Regions from separate parts of the Cricetulus griseus genome. Here regions 1 and 2 are each linked to region 3. Evidence: chromatin contacts called from public Micro-C data. All regions are on one chromosome and are shown on one strand. Each heading gives the region's core, a stretch centred on a gene start, on an enhancer-like site or on the middle of the called end of the contact. The rest is flanking DNA. Distances are from core to core; before and after follow the strand shown. Region 1 overlaps Dysf (dysferlin). Region 2 has its middle 300 kb from the start of Dysf. Region 3 holds the start of LOC100756748 (cytochrome P450 26B1).

Evidence for each region. A called contact is a pair of places that touch in the nucleus more often than the background predicts.
Region 1: a contact with region 3 is called in a Micro-C map of the CHO-K1 cell line, with 8 times the contacts expected there. The contact joins the enhancer-like site here to the promoter of LOC100756748 in region 3. A contact is called at or near these places in 7 of 8 Hi-C or Micro-C datasets (the CHK-Q cell line, the CHO-K1 cell line, the CHO-S cell line and 2 more).
Region 2: a Micro-C map of the CHO-K1 cell line shows a contact between it and region 3, with 4 times the contacts expected there. The contact joins the enhancer-like site here to the promoter of LOC100756748 in region 3. A contact is called at or near these places in 3 of 8 Hi-C or Micro-C datasets (the CHO-K1 cell line and liver).

Annotation. Positions count from the first base shown.
Region 1 is chr8:57,179,563-57,183,652 of CriGri-PICRH-1.0, reverse strand. Dysf (dysferlin) reads left to right here. Exons shown (of 55, transcript XM_027428547.2): 18 at 3,051-3,166; 19 at 3,490-3,603. Among named protein-coding and RNA genes, the nearest start is that of Dysf, 89 kb to the left of the region's middle. Within about 2 kb of position 2,157, at least 2 of the 6 cell types and tissues checked have open chromatin away from gene starts, as enhancers often do. A contact at or near this core is called in the CHO-K1 cell line and fibroblasts, where this site is marked.
Region 2 is chr8:56,965,510-56,969,936 of CriGri-PICRH-1.0, reverse strand. No RefSeq gene overlaps it. Among named protein-coding and RNA genes, the nearest start is that of Dysf, 300 kb to the left of the region's middle. Within about 2 kb of position 2,231, at least 1 of the 6 cell types and tissues checked has open chromatin away from gene starts, as enhancers often do.
Region 3 is chr8:56,687,866-56,692,036 of CriGri-PICRH-1.0, reverse strand. It overlaps LOC100756748 (cytochrome P450 26B1), which reads right to left and starts at 2,549. Exons shown (of 6, transcript XM_027428537.2): 1 at 1,593-2,549. The coding sequence starts at 1,796.

The DNA.
Region 1 (4,090 bases), core at 908-3,407, 490 kb before region 3:
CCACGCTCAGGGAAAACACAGCGAAACACTTGTGTTTTGGCAGAAAAGATGGCCAGGGCTAAATAGAGGCTTTGTGTGGGGTGGCTTCTCTGCTCACCCTGCCCTTGACTTTATGAGCTGTCTGCAGACACAGGGCCGAGAACCTGGGGTGAACCATGGCATCGGAGACTTGTGACGTGTTCTCAGTTGGGAAGCACTGGCTTAAGACGTCAGCAGGGCCATGCCAACGCCCACTATTATATCCACTTATGGTTCCTAAATGAACAAATATGCAATTGAGCAAGGAGGTCTGTGCCATTCTTCCAGCCACCAGCAGCAGGTGTTGGCTAGCTGGCTAGTGGGACTGGTGGAGAATTGTCTCTGATTGGCTGCCAGATTAAAAAGTCAGTCTCTGGCAAGAAGCACACAGGGTCACATCTCTGGCCCTGGCTTCATTAGTTAAAGATATCAGGCTCCTCCTGCTGAGCGTCATTTGGAAGGAGCTTAAAGTAGAATCTGGGGACCATGGCTATGCCTGTGCAGGTCACCCTGCCAGGCTGAGAGCTCTCCCATGCCAGGGACAACTCCTATAGGTAGGAAAATCTTCACAGGGCACAGTCTGTCACACCAATTCTTGCCAGCCAGTAGTGGGAGCTGAGGCTTGACTGCAGGGGTGTAAGGGCCAGCTCAGGGCCTTGCCCTCTTTGGGCCTTTGGCCTCACTTCTCCAGCCCTGCCTTTACCCACAGACTCCCATATCTGTAGCTTATTCTTCCTCCACACCCCTTTTGTGAGCCTTCCAGGGGTGTCCAACCTGCATTCCCTGGGCCATGTTGAATGAAGAATTTCCTTGGGCCACATTAAATCCAGGGTGTCCAAGCCACAGTCTTGGGGTTATGAGGGAACAAATACATTTATTTTGAATGAAACTGCAGAATGATAAGTCATTCTGGGTTGCATGTTTATAGAACGTCCTCTGGCAGCTCCTTGAACCCATTCTGAATCTGTGGGTAAAGAAGAGGGTTAAACATTTTATTACTATGCATGTGAATATATATGTGCTGTGCATGTGTGTGTGTGTGCATGTGCCAGTGGACAACATCTGTCTCTTATCTTCCCTGGGTCTGGCTGATGCTACAAGCCAGACCCAGGTGGCTTCTGTTGAGAAAAAAGTCTGTTGCAATACTAGAAACTCCCACCAGGTGGAGATGTTGTGCCTTGAATGGCCTTGGCTGAGTGCGCTGGGGCCCAAGTGTCAATCTGATGTTTGGAACCCAGGGTGTTTGTTTGTGCACAATGATTCTTTCGTGTTTCCCTTTTCATGTTTCTTCCTCTGTATCATTACTTCTAATTTACCTGCATATAATGTAGAAAAAGTACATTTTTTTCTGTGTGTTGTCTCTTGAGTATGTTGAATGGAGGTTCAGGTCACAGAGGTGCTGGGAGCTGGTGGGAGTTGGGGGGCAAGGTGTGTACCTTCCTTTGTTGTACACTCACAGTGTCTGTCTGCCAGCTCTCCATCCAGGCTCCTGTTCATGTAACCATTCTCCACCAAGCCACATCCATCCTAACCCCTTTCCATTTCTTTATGCTTCAGAGGAGCCGGCAGGTGTACTCAAGCCTCCGAAAGCCACTGACCGTACGTTGCTGTCATCTAGGGGACCATGAGGGGATGGGACCTTGGGGCTTCTGATGGAGGGGAATTTTCTGACTTTCATGAAGGGAACTGAGCTGCAGCCAGGCCCCTGGGTTGACCACTGGCAAGACTCAGCACCCGGGTAACTGATGCCTTGAGGCCAATTCCTCTAGCTCCCCCAGACCTTTCTAAGGCCAGTTCCTCTAGCTCCCCAGACCTTTCTAAGGCCAGTTCCTCTGGCTCCCCAGACCATTCTAAGGCCAGTTCCTCTAGCTCCCCCAGACCTTTCTAAGGCCAGTTCCTCTAGCTCCCCCAGACCTTTCTAAGGCCAGTTCCTCTAGCTCCCCAGACCATTTCTAAGGCCAGTTCCTCTGGCTACCCCAGACCATTTCTAAGCTTGTTGCCTCGTGAATGCTTCCACCATGGGGGACCATGGTGGGCCAGGGGAATTGTGAAGTATCTCAGTGATCTGGAGTTGGCTAGGGGAATGAGAAATGCTTGACACATGATTCACAAGGTAAACCATAACTGTGATGACTGACTCAGCAGTTAGTAGTGTTCCTCCGAGTCCCGTCATCCCATGGCCTCCCCCTTTGCCAAGTTCTGTCTGCTCTGAGGGCTGGAGGAGGAAATATGTGGAAAGGTGATGGGCAGGCTAGCTCCAGCTGCCCACACCTCCCTGCACTGTCTCAGTGGCATGGCTTAGAGTGTACAGCCACATGGCCCGCTGAAGAGGTCTCCGTGGAAGCTCTTTTCTCCCTGTGTCTGACCTGGCTCGTCCTTGTGTGGACAGAGACACACAGACAGCCCTGATGATGGTTCTACCTTGAGCATTTTGGAAGTGTCCTGTGAAAGGGACAACCTGCCTTTGCAGGGTTTCAGGGTCTGGCCAGGGAGGTCTTGTCCCTGGAAGGGCAGCTGTGACATTATCAAGAGAACATCTCCCGGAAGGTGGGGATGATGGGATGGGACCGATTGCCTTATTCATCCACCAACTCCCCACTGCCACAATAAGTGTGTATGTGTGTGTGTGTGTTGGGGGGGATCCCTGGGACATGACTTCTTTTCACCTGACTCTGGGTTCACCCCCTGACCTGAGAGGGGAAGGCTTGAGCCCCAGCCTGTGTGCAGACAGCTGAGTGTGTTGCACTACTTGGGTTCTTGCTATCCTGTGGTCAGTCACATCTCTGAGCCTCAGTTTCCTCATCTGTGAAGTAGGACTAATAACATAATAGAAATAGCCTCATTCCAGCATACTGCGGACTCACGAGAGAGTGGAGTTGGCTACACCATTGCTAGTGTATTAGTAATTATACATGTGCAGGGCCCACATTTGGTGCATGTGGGGGAAACTGAGGACCAGACTGAAGGTGTCTGGGTTAAACCCTAGAAAGATCTACAGGGCCACCTCTCTGATACCTGCTTGTGTCTTCCAGTGGATGACAACTTGGGCTTTCTTCCCACCTTTGGACCCTGCTATGTGAACCTCTATGGCAGCCCCCGGGAGTTCACGGGCTTCCCAGACCCATATGCAGAACTCAACACAGGGAAGGTGAGCAGCTACATGTATCCCGAGGGTCTCCAGGCCAGCCTGCCGGTGTCTGGGCCCAGATGATATTCTGTGGGCCTTATGAGGCCTGGACAGACCCCTCAGAGTGCCTCCTTTGTTAGGCCTTTGGGCTTCTTTCTCCTGGGCCAGTTGGACCTGTCCACTGTCTCCATCCCGAGGCACCTAGGCCTCTCAGTTTTCATCCCTGTGGACTGGGTTGGAGGACTGATACACCCCTATTCTGTAGGGGTGAATTACAGTATGTTGTTACGTGTTGTGCCCCCCATCCCTCACCCCTTTACTGGTGACCCAACTTTCTCTTTCAGGGAGAAGGTGTGGCTTACCGAGGCAGGCTTCTGCTGTCTCTGGAGACCAAACTGGTGGAGCACAGTGAGCAGAAGGTGGAAGACCTTCCGGCTGATGATATCCTGCGTGTGGAGGTGAGGACATTGCTCTGGGAGACAGCGGGTCCCTGTTGGGAGTAGGAACAAGGTAGCTAAGGACCGTGGTAGAGGGCCTTCTTCAGTTCTGACCCATGTTTACTATGGCGGTACTCTCAGCTGTAGGGTGGGGATATGTAATAGTCCACCTCAGGGAGGCTTTGGGGTTTAAGGGAGCTAAATGAAAGTAGTATAGAAACTTAGAGCTTGATACAAAGTGAAATGCCATTTTCTGAGGATTCTGTGGGAACAGCTAGCCATGATTGGTTCGACACAATTTACAACTGACCTCTTCAAATCCAGCATGCCACAAGGTAGCTGTTGTTAACTCCATGTACTAAGGCCCAGAAATATCAGAGCAATGCACGGTCTCCAGGGTCATTTGGACACTGTAGTTAGTTACCTCTGGTTTCCATGCTGGCCTTCCTACCTGCCAGTTGCCTCAGTTTCCCTGTCTGTAGTCACATTTACCTTAGGAGACAGTGAT
Region 2 (4,427 bases), core at 982-3,481, 280 kb before region 3:
TGGGTTATTGACATACAAGCCACAGTCTCTGTTGCTCTGGAAGTAATGATTTTATTCCTTCAATTCTTCAGTTGTTTTAGGCAAATGTAAGCTGGCTTGTTAATTATCTGCAAGACCCTGCCAACAGCTACATTTGGCTCACTGGAGACTATGAATGAAACTTGTGTCTGTCTTTCACTGTCAAGGATGCCTCGCTGTCCCCTGGATGGCTGGTGGCGAGGGCTGTGTGTACAGTCAGTAATGGGAACACAATGTTGGTTTGCCTGGGCCATGTCAACACAGCCCCGAGACTGGGTGGACCCACAATGGAATTTTGCATGACTGAGAAATTCCCTCATTGAAAGACAACTCTTCCAGCCTCCATCACACACCTGCTAGTTGATCGCAGGTTCATAATCGTCATCTATGCTGGTGTTACAGGCCAAGCAAAGCAGTCACATCAGGTCATCTCCAAAGGCAGGTCTCCCAGGGTCCCTTTGAGCCCCCTGGTGGTCACTGCAAAGCTGTGCCGTCATCTTCAAGACTTCTTTTCAGTGGAAAAGGCCAGTGTCCTTTCTTGTCAACTCTATTACTACCAAAGGCCTCTTTGAATTTTCTTGTGTGGCTCACCAGGCCACCAGGCATAAGGCAATGGTCAAGGTCAAGGTCTACCCCCTCTGTCTGTCTGCAAGGACGTTTGGTGGGCATCTCTTCTTATACATTCTCACCCTAGCTTGCTTGGCCCTGGTGAGAACACAAATTGCAGTTAAGGGCTCAGCTGAGATGGTCTCCTTCTCACCAAGGCCCTAGGGAGGAAGGACCACAGACCAAGACAGACCAGAACTGTGGGGAGCAGGAGACATTATCTTCTCCTAATCATAGGGTAGTAGTTCCTCCTGCCGTCTAACCCATTGGCCTAGCCCAAGAGTAGTCTACTCTGAGATGAAAGAGATGAGGCCTTTACTGTGACAGGGAGATGGGGAGAAATGCACCTCCCTGTGTCTTAGATGGGTACATGGCTACTCTTGAGTCCTCTGCCTAGCAATGAAGGCTTTGTGGGGGTGAGGACCCTGTATCATTTCCATCAATAGCCACTCTCAGCTCTAATACATCCCAAAGGCACTCAATCATGAGACAAGGGAACTCTGGCTGTCCAGAGCTTCTTAAGCCTAGCCCCTCCCCGCCCAGGTCATGGCCTCCAGCCTTCCATCAAGTTCTGTGTCCTGCCACACCACAGACAACCAAAAGCATGGACTTGTCTCAAGGCTTATGCAGGGAACAGCCCTACATGGATTCAGTTTAGGCTTTGGTCCTTCAGTGGTCTGTGGGCCTGTCTATCTACTCTGTTCCACACAACCTCCCAAGCCAGAGCTAAAACCTTTGGGCTTCCTCTCCAGCCCTCCATCAGCCACCCAAAAGTCCCATAATTTATAGACTCAAGGCAGTTTAAGTCCATATGGAGAGAGCCACATTCTTCCCAAAGATCTGCTTTAGTCCAGGGAGGGAAGAAGGGAGATAGATGAGAGAGAGAGAGAGAGAGAGAGAGAGAGAGAGAGAGAGAGAGAGAGAGAGAGAGAGAGAGATACCCCTGGGAAGGATAATGGGGATGGGGATAGTGTTTTGTATAGTCAAGTTGGAATGTGAGAGGTAGCTAGCTGTCCCCAAGGATAGAAGGTATACCTCAGGACAAATGGCTCCTAGTTTATATTTTCCCAAGGTGGTTTTCCCAGAACAAAGGGACTTCTTTCATTTATTTTCTCCTTACAAATTCAAGCCATCTTCTCCAGGTATCTCTGAAAAGTTTAAGGTGTTTTTATTTTACTCCACCCCCCACCCATGATCTAGTTTAACTGTTCGGGTAATCCAGGGAAGATGAAGGATCCCCACCCCCATGTCATAAACGAAGAAACCAAGATTTATGGGGGTTGTATGTCACCTCTCCACTAATGATGACAGAAGGATGCAGAGCTAGATCTGCCCCCTGCACCATCAGGTGTGAGGGGGTGCAGCAAGGGAACCCCGTGAGGATAGGGAAGCTGAAGAGCAAGTGTCTTCTGGGGCTTCCCAGGCCAAGCCAGAATGCACTGGGATGGGAGGAGTTAAGTGCCACACTGCAGAGACAAAGTCATTCCAACCCCCCTTCCTTTTCCACTCGGTTGACCTTTAAATTACGGCATCAGCTGCCGTGCCAGACACACTGTGATTTCCCTCACTCCATCTGCCGCGCCTTTCCCCTGGCACAGTTTCTGCTCTCCCTCCCTCCTCCAAGTCTCTCCTTCCCATTCCTCTGCCCCAAAACTGCCTCTCTCTGAGTCCCATTCACAAAATCCCAGCCTTGCAGGCAGGCCTTGCCACAGGTGGCATCTGAGCATTGCCAGGCTGGTGTTCCTGGTCTATCTACTGCCTCTGCTCATTGAGAACCTCTGGCCAGGCTACCCCAACCCCTCCCTGTCTAAAATACACTTTCCAGGGACCTCTCCTTTTGTTGCTCTTGGGGACCATTGCTGTTTCCAGTTTGCCTCTGCAGTCTCCAGCAAAGATCTTGGCCCTATTTAATGCTCACCTCCATTTGATTCAAGCCCTAAATTCTCTCTCTCTCTCTCTCTCTCTCTCTCTCTCTCTGTGTGTGTGTGTGTGTGTATGTGTGTGTGTATGTGTTTATATGTGTATATGTGTGTGGTGTACTTTTGCCATGACTGTAGAACATAGCAGACATTAAATCTTATTGGTTTAATTTTCTTTCAGATAATAGTACAGGCTTTGATTTTTTTTTTAAAGAAAAAGCTATGGAAAAAGTGTTAAAGAAAAGTGGAACATTAATCAAGGGACTCTGATGAAAGGAATGAAAGTGTTTCCCTAAGAGCCCAGCATGTGCAGCAGCTGTGTGTGGATATTTAAATGACATTTTTCATATGCTGCTGTAAAAAAAAAAATCGCTTTGAGTCGATTCTGGAAATATATTCCAATTTGCTACAATGCCAGTGGTTTTAAAATTATTTAGAAATAAAATGTGTTTATGATTTCGGCTGTACTCTGTGTATTTGTCGGCTTCAGGCCTCTTTCCTGGGAGGAGGGCCTCACTGATTTCTCAGAAACCCAGGCTTGTAGGACAGGAGCTGGGAGACTGGGGGTTCTAGTGACAAAGGCTGTGTTTTATTTTTCCCATGGCCTTTGACTTGGCACATCCTCCTGCCCTAGAGGTTTCAACAGAGCACATTCAGGTGAGAAGGAAAAGGTGACAAGGGTGTCAATATGCATGCCTTTAATCCTAGCACTCAGGAGGCAGAGGCAGGCAGATCTCTGTGAGTTCGAGACCTGCTTGTTCTACAAGAGCTAGTTCCAGGACAGCCTCCAAAGTCATAGAGAAACCTAGTCTCAAAAAACAAAAACAAAAACATAACAAAAAACAAAAAATAAAGTTTGGGTTTTGTTTTGAGGGGGGGGAGGATTTGCTTATAGTCCTAACTCTATAAGTAGACCAGGCTAACCCTGTATTTGGAGTGCTCCTCCCACAACTGTCTCCTGAGTTCTGGGATGGCAGGTATGTCCCACCATGCCTGGGTAGTGAAATCTTTTCAAAAGATGTGATTTAGGTTGTAAATGAGAGTGGAATGCAGGCAGGAGACTCTTGGATTCCCTTAGAAGTCTAGTTTTGAGAGAATGAATCTCTGAGCCAGAAGCTCCTTCCAGGCTCCCTAATGTGAGACTATGAGTCCCACATGGGTTGTAAAGACCAAGTCTCAGCTCGCATTTGGAGACAGCTGGGCTGGGAACTCCCTAGAGTGTGCCCTTGTGCCTTCTTCCCCGGGATCCCTTTCTTAGGCCTGCTAGAACTTTCTAAGTTTCTGCTCTCGGGAAGGCCGGCTTCTCCCTCTTGATCCAGCCGTCTTCGGGAATTTTGGCAAGACAAATGCCAGGGAAAGGAGACGTCTGGAGAGTGCGTACTAAGGTTCTCCGGCACTGGGTCTTCTGACCACAGGTGAGGCCAGGCAGCAGAGCGGAGTCTCTTGGATAGGATTCCATACAGGAGGGACCCTTGCAGACCTCCCTTAGGCTCAGGAAGACAAATGTCTTGTGGGACTTCCTGTCCTTCCCCGAGGCTGCATGGCCCCAAGGTTCCCTAGACCAGCCCTGGGCCCTGCTCGACAACTGGTCTTGTCCCCACTGACCAGTGGGGGGCACACTATCCTCAGTTTTCTATTTCTGCTGGGCTTGTCATTTGGACCTGGAGGGAAGGACTGGGTGCTGTGTCCCTGTCTCTTCCAAAGGAGTCCTTAGGGCTGCGGTGGGACATGCCCAATTTGACAGTCTGCCTAGGCATTTCCAAGGCTCCACACCCTTGCTTGCTCTTCCCAAGAGAAGACATTTCTGAGGAAAATGTAGTCTGGAGGAGGGGAGACATCTCTTCAGATGGAGACAGACATCTCCCCCACCCCATACACACACCT
Region 3 (4,171 bases), core at 1,300-3,799:
GGTGCCTCTCTAACTTCTGTGCTGGCTGCACCACACCCGCAAGGGCCCTTGTGGGATTGAGAAAAAGGACAAGGGACATGGGGGAGGGGCAGATCAGGAAACAGGATGGGAACGATGAGGAGGAGGCTTTGCCTTAAACAGGCGGGAACCGTTGCCCACTTGAGTTATTTTATTTTCTAAATTCTCGGCTAAAGCCTGGACCACCGCTACAGTTAACCCTTAAAATGTGGAGACAATAAACAGGCAAAAGAGATTTTGTCTCTAAGGATCTCCCATTGGTTGAAGTGAACCCCACCCGATTGGACAAGCACCCCACCCCCAAAGAGATGGTCCGACTGTGAGGCATGGAGTGATCCCAGGAAAGGAATGTCTCAAAACCCTCCATACGGGTCCCTCTCCTGTACCTCGGCCCCCCGACTGGGCGCGGTGGTGTGTGTGTGTGCGTGTGTGTGTGTGTGTGTGTGTGTGTGTGTGTGTGTGTGTGTGTGTGTGTTCACGCGCGCTGACTGCACGCGTCTATTAATTTCAAGCCAAGCTTTCGCACGTCTAAACCGATAGGTCCGCTGGCGTGCGCTCATCTTTCATTTCTCTTTTTGAGGAGTTGGGGTTGTCTGTTTAGGGATATTCCAGCTGCCTCTAAAGTCTCTGATCACCCGCCTGACAAACTCACCTCCCGCTGTTACCCCAGAGGTGCACCCCCCTCCAAAAAACCTGGGGTGTATCAAATTGCAAAAGCGATTGTCTAGCACTGGACGAGGTTAACTCCAGGTTAATCGGCCTGCTACTTACCTGGGTCTGGTCCTCAACAAGCCTGGCCCCAATTGTCGTCAGAGTGGAGTTGTGAGGCGTCCAGTTGCATAGGCACACTCTGGATTTCTTACATACCTCTCCCAGTTTCCCTCTGCTATACTGTCCCCACCCAATAAGCAAACAGACCCTTTTCCCCGAAAGCTGAGAGCTCTCAGCTCTCTTGCCTCGAATTTTCCCTTAGGTTACCTTTTTTTCCCTCTCCCTCCCACCACAACACACAGACACAGACGCGAGCGTACACACACACACACACACACACACACACACACACACACACACACACACACACACAGAGTTGTATGTGAGTAGCATCTTATACCAGCCCAATTACCTGAGCCGGATACACTGCAGGATGCTGCCCAGGTCTTACCATTCCAAGCTGCCACCGGCCCTCTCCTCCTTTACCTCTCAGCGTCTAGATAAATACCCAGGGCGCTAACACAGACTGGGGCTCAGAGACAGAGGCGAAAGCTAAGCAACGCCCCTCCAGACTTGCTCCGCAGACCTATTCGAGCACCCCTCCTTGGGCGCCCAAAACCCAGGCGCGTCACATTTGGGATCCCTCTCTGCTCACACCACCCCTACTCCCCACCTTCACCGGGAGCAGGAGGACTCCGAGCCGAGCTGCAGGCGAGCTGGGGAAACCCAGGCGGCGCCGATTGAGGCAGAGAAGGGGCGGGGCGGGAACCGGCGCGTCCCTCCGAGTGTCCGAGCTACCGGCGCCCCCTGGCCGGGTACCCGTGGCTAGCGGACTCTAGGAGCAGCTGGTCGAGTGCGCTTACCTGTAGCAACCAGTGGCCGGTCTCTCCGATGAGCGGGAATCCCATGGAGCCCTTGGGGATGGGCAGCTTGCAGCTCTTGTCGCGGGTAGCAGCCCAACGTAGCTGCCACAGCTGCTGCGACACCGCCAACAACAGCGTCACGGACACCAGGCACGCGGCGAGGGTGGCCAGCGCCGACACCAGCTCCAAGCCCTCAAAGAGCATGTTGGCGGCCGCTCGGGGGATTGGCTGTGCGGGCCGCGAAGGGGGAGGGGAGGGCCGGACCAGAGTGACGGGGGAGGGGAGGCTGCAGCCGGGGGTCCTGGCACCCCTCGGCGAAAACCAGGAGATAGGGCCGAGAGAAAGGCTGAGAGGTGGTCGAAGAGAGGGAGGAAAAAGATTTCCTGGAAGAAGAGAGAAGATACAAGGCGACTCTAGGTGTAACTTTGTTTGTTTGTTTGTTTGTTTGTCCCTTTATGCGGGCTTAGGGCTGCTCTGGGGAGGTGAGGTGGAGCTCAGTCAAGTTGGTGAGCTTGCTCTCCCCCCCAACCATCACACTAGAAAAACTTTGAAAAACTTTATCCACCAGGAGCCTCTCGGAAGCTCCTTCCCTGCTCAAAGCGAGGTGGGCAAAAATAAGGGGAACCGAGAGCTAGCGGAAATTGCGATCAATTTATCAAAAGTATCCCTTCAAAATTCCTAGGTGCATAAAAAGGAAAAAAAATAGGAATCCAAAATTCCAACGAACCCAGAAACTTTGGGGGCTTGGGAAAAGGCTCCCCAGATGAGGCGAGTGCAGAGGCTGGAGCGGCCGCGGCACCCAGAGGGCACCCAGAGGCGTGCGAGGCGGGCGCGTTGGCCTGAGCGCGAGTGCGGAGTCGGCGGGCCGCAGCCGGGAAGGGACGCAGCCGGCGACAGAGCCCCGGGCGGGCTCTGGGGCGGCGGCGGCGGGAGGAGGGGTGAGGCGGGGTGGGGTTGGGGGAGGAGGTGGAAAACCCGAGCCCGGCTATCTATCAATTAAGAAAAGGCAGTCTGTCCCGGGACGCAGTCTCTCGGCTCTGGAGTTGCTGTTGGGGGAAAGAAAAGAGAGGAGGGGGGAAAAAAAGAAAGAAAGAACGGCAAAAGAGGATAAAAGAGGGGGAAAGCAGAAGGCAGGACTTCAGGGATGGTGGTTTGAAAAGCGTCTCTCAATCTGATTTGATCCAAGGCAAGGCGATGCGTGTGTTTATATAGAGGCGGGAGGCGCGCCGTGGGCACACAGCCAGCACCCCCCCTGGGCGCGCTCACAAAGCGGGAGGCGTGGTGAGAGGCCGGCCGGCTGCCGAGCGTGTGAGCTCCCGCCGGCCTCCCGCCCAGCCGCCCCGCCCGCGGCCCGCCGGGGACCCACTTGTAGGCGCCTCCGGATCAAACTCAGTTCACCTCGCGCCTTCTTTTCCTTCTCGCCCGCGTCTCGCCGAGTCCAGCACCTACAGACAGATGAGATGAGACACACGCCCCAGAGCGCGTGCACACACAATCGCGCTCGCGCTCGCACACACACACCATACACATATACACCACATACCACACACACACACACACACACACACACACACACACACACACACACACACACACACACACACACACACACGACACACGAGCGCGCGCGGTGCGCACTGTCTTGGTGCCCATTTGGCTACTAAACTACTTCGCTCCCGCTTTTTCTCCCTCCTAGGTTCTCGAACCCGTCCTCCAGCTTCCAGCAGTCCCGTTGTAGAAGGTCCTTGTCAGACTGCCCCCCTCGACTGGGGGTTTTCAGAAGTCTCTATTGGTACCCCATCCCGCGGATTCCGCGGGAACCCCTGCAGACAGCAAGTACCACGTTTGTGTCATTCCCTTGCAACTGTCTCCAGCAGGGTCCTCATTCCTAATCTCCAAACCTCAGTTGTCAAGGTCCACTTGTTTCTTACCCTCCAAGGCGGGAGGGTCACCAGTCGCTGTGTTTGTCCCGGGCTACTGACGCTGAACTCCTCTCCGACACCTCCGAGGACCACCGCAGCCACCACCCCGCCGCCGCCGCCACACCCACCACCACCACACCACCCACCCACCCACCCACACACACACACACACACACACACACACACACACACACACACACGCACACACCGTATGTAGTTACAAGTCAGCAGCCTGCATTCCCTTAACTAACTGTAATACTGGTCCCAGAAATTGTCCAGTGCCTGAGACAAATGCGGTGGCCCCTGCAACTAGGAGGCCTGCATGTTTGAATGTTTGAATAATAAACATGTCTGTGAGTGTGGCCACCTCCTCAGAGCCGGCCACAGAGAACCCAGAGCGTGTGCCTGTGTGAGGTGTGATTGTGGCTCCAGGCTGCACCTGCATGTGCTCCCGCCTAGCGTCGACCCGACCGTGGTGGAGAGAAGTGGGTCTCCATACGTGTCTGGGTATCCATGGATCTGCCTGTTATATGGCCTCTCCTCAGCGCCTGGGACGGAGCTGTGCACAACACACCCGACATCTGCCTGAGCAGTGCGTGACTCTCCCTTTCCCGTGCCTCCGGTTTTTCCCCAGTCCTCTTGTCCTCTCGTTCCACT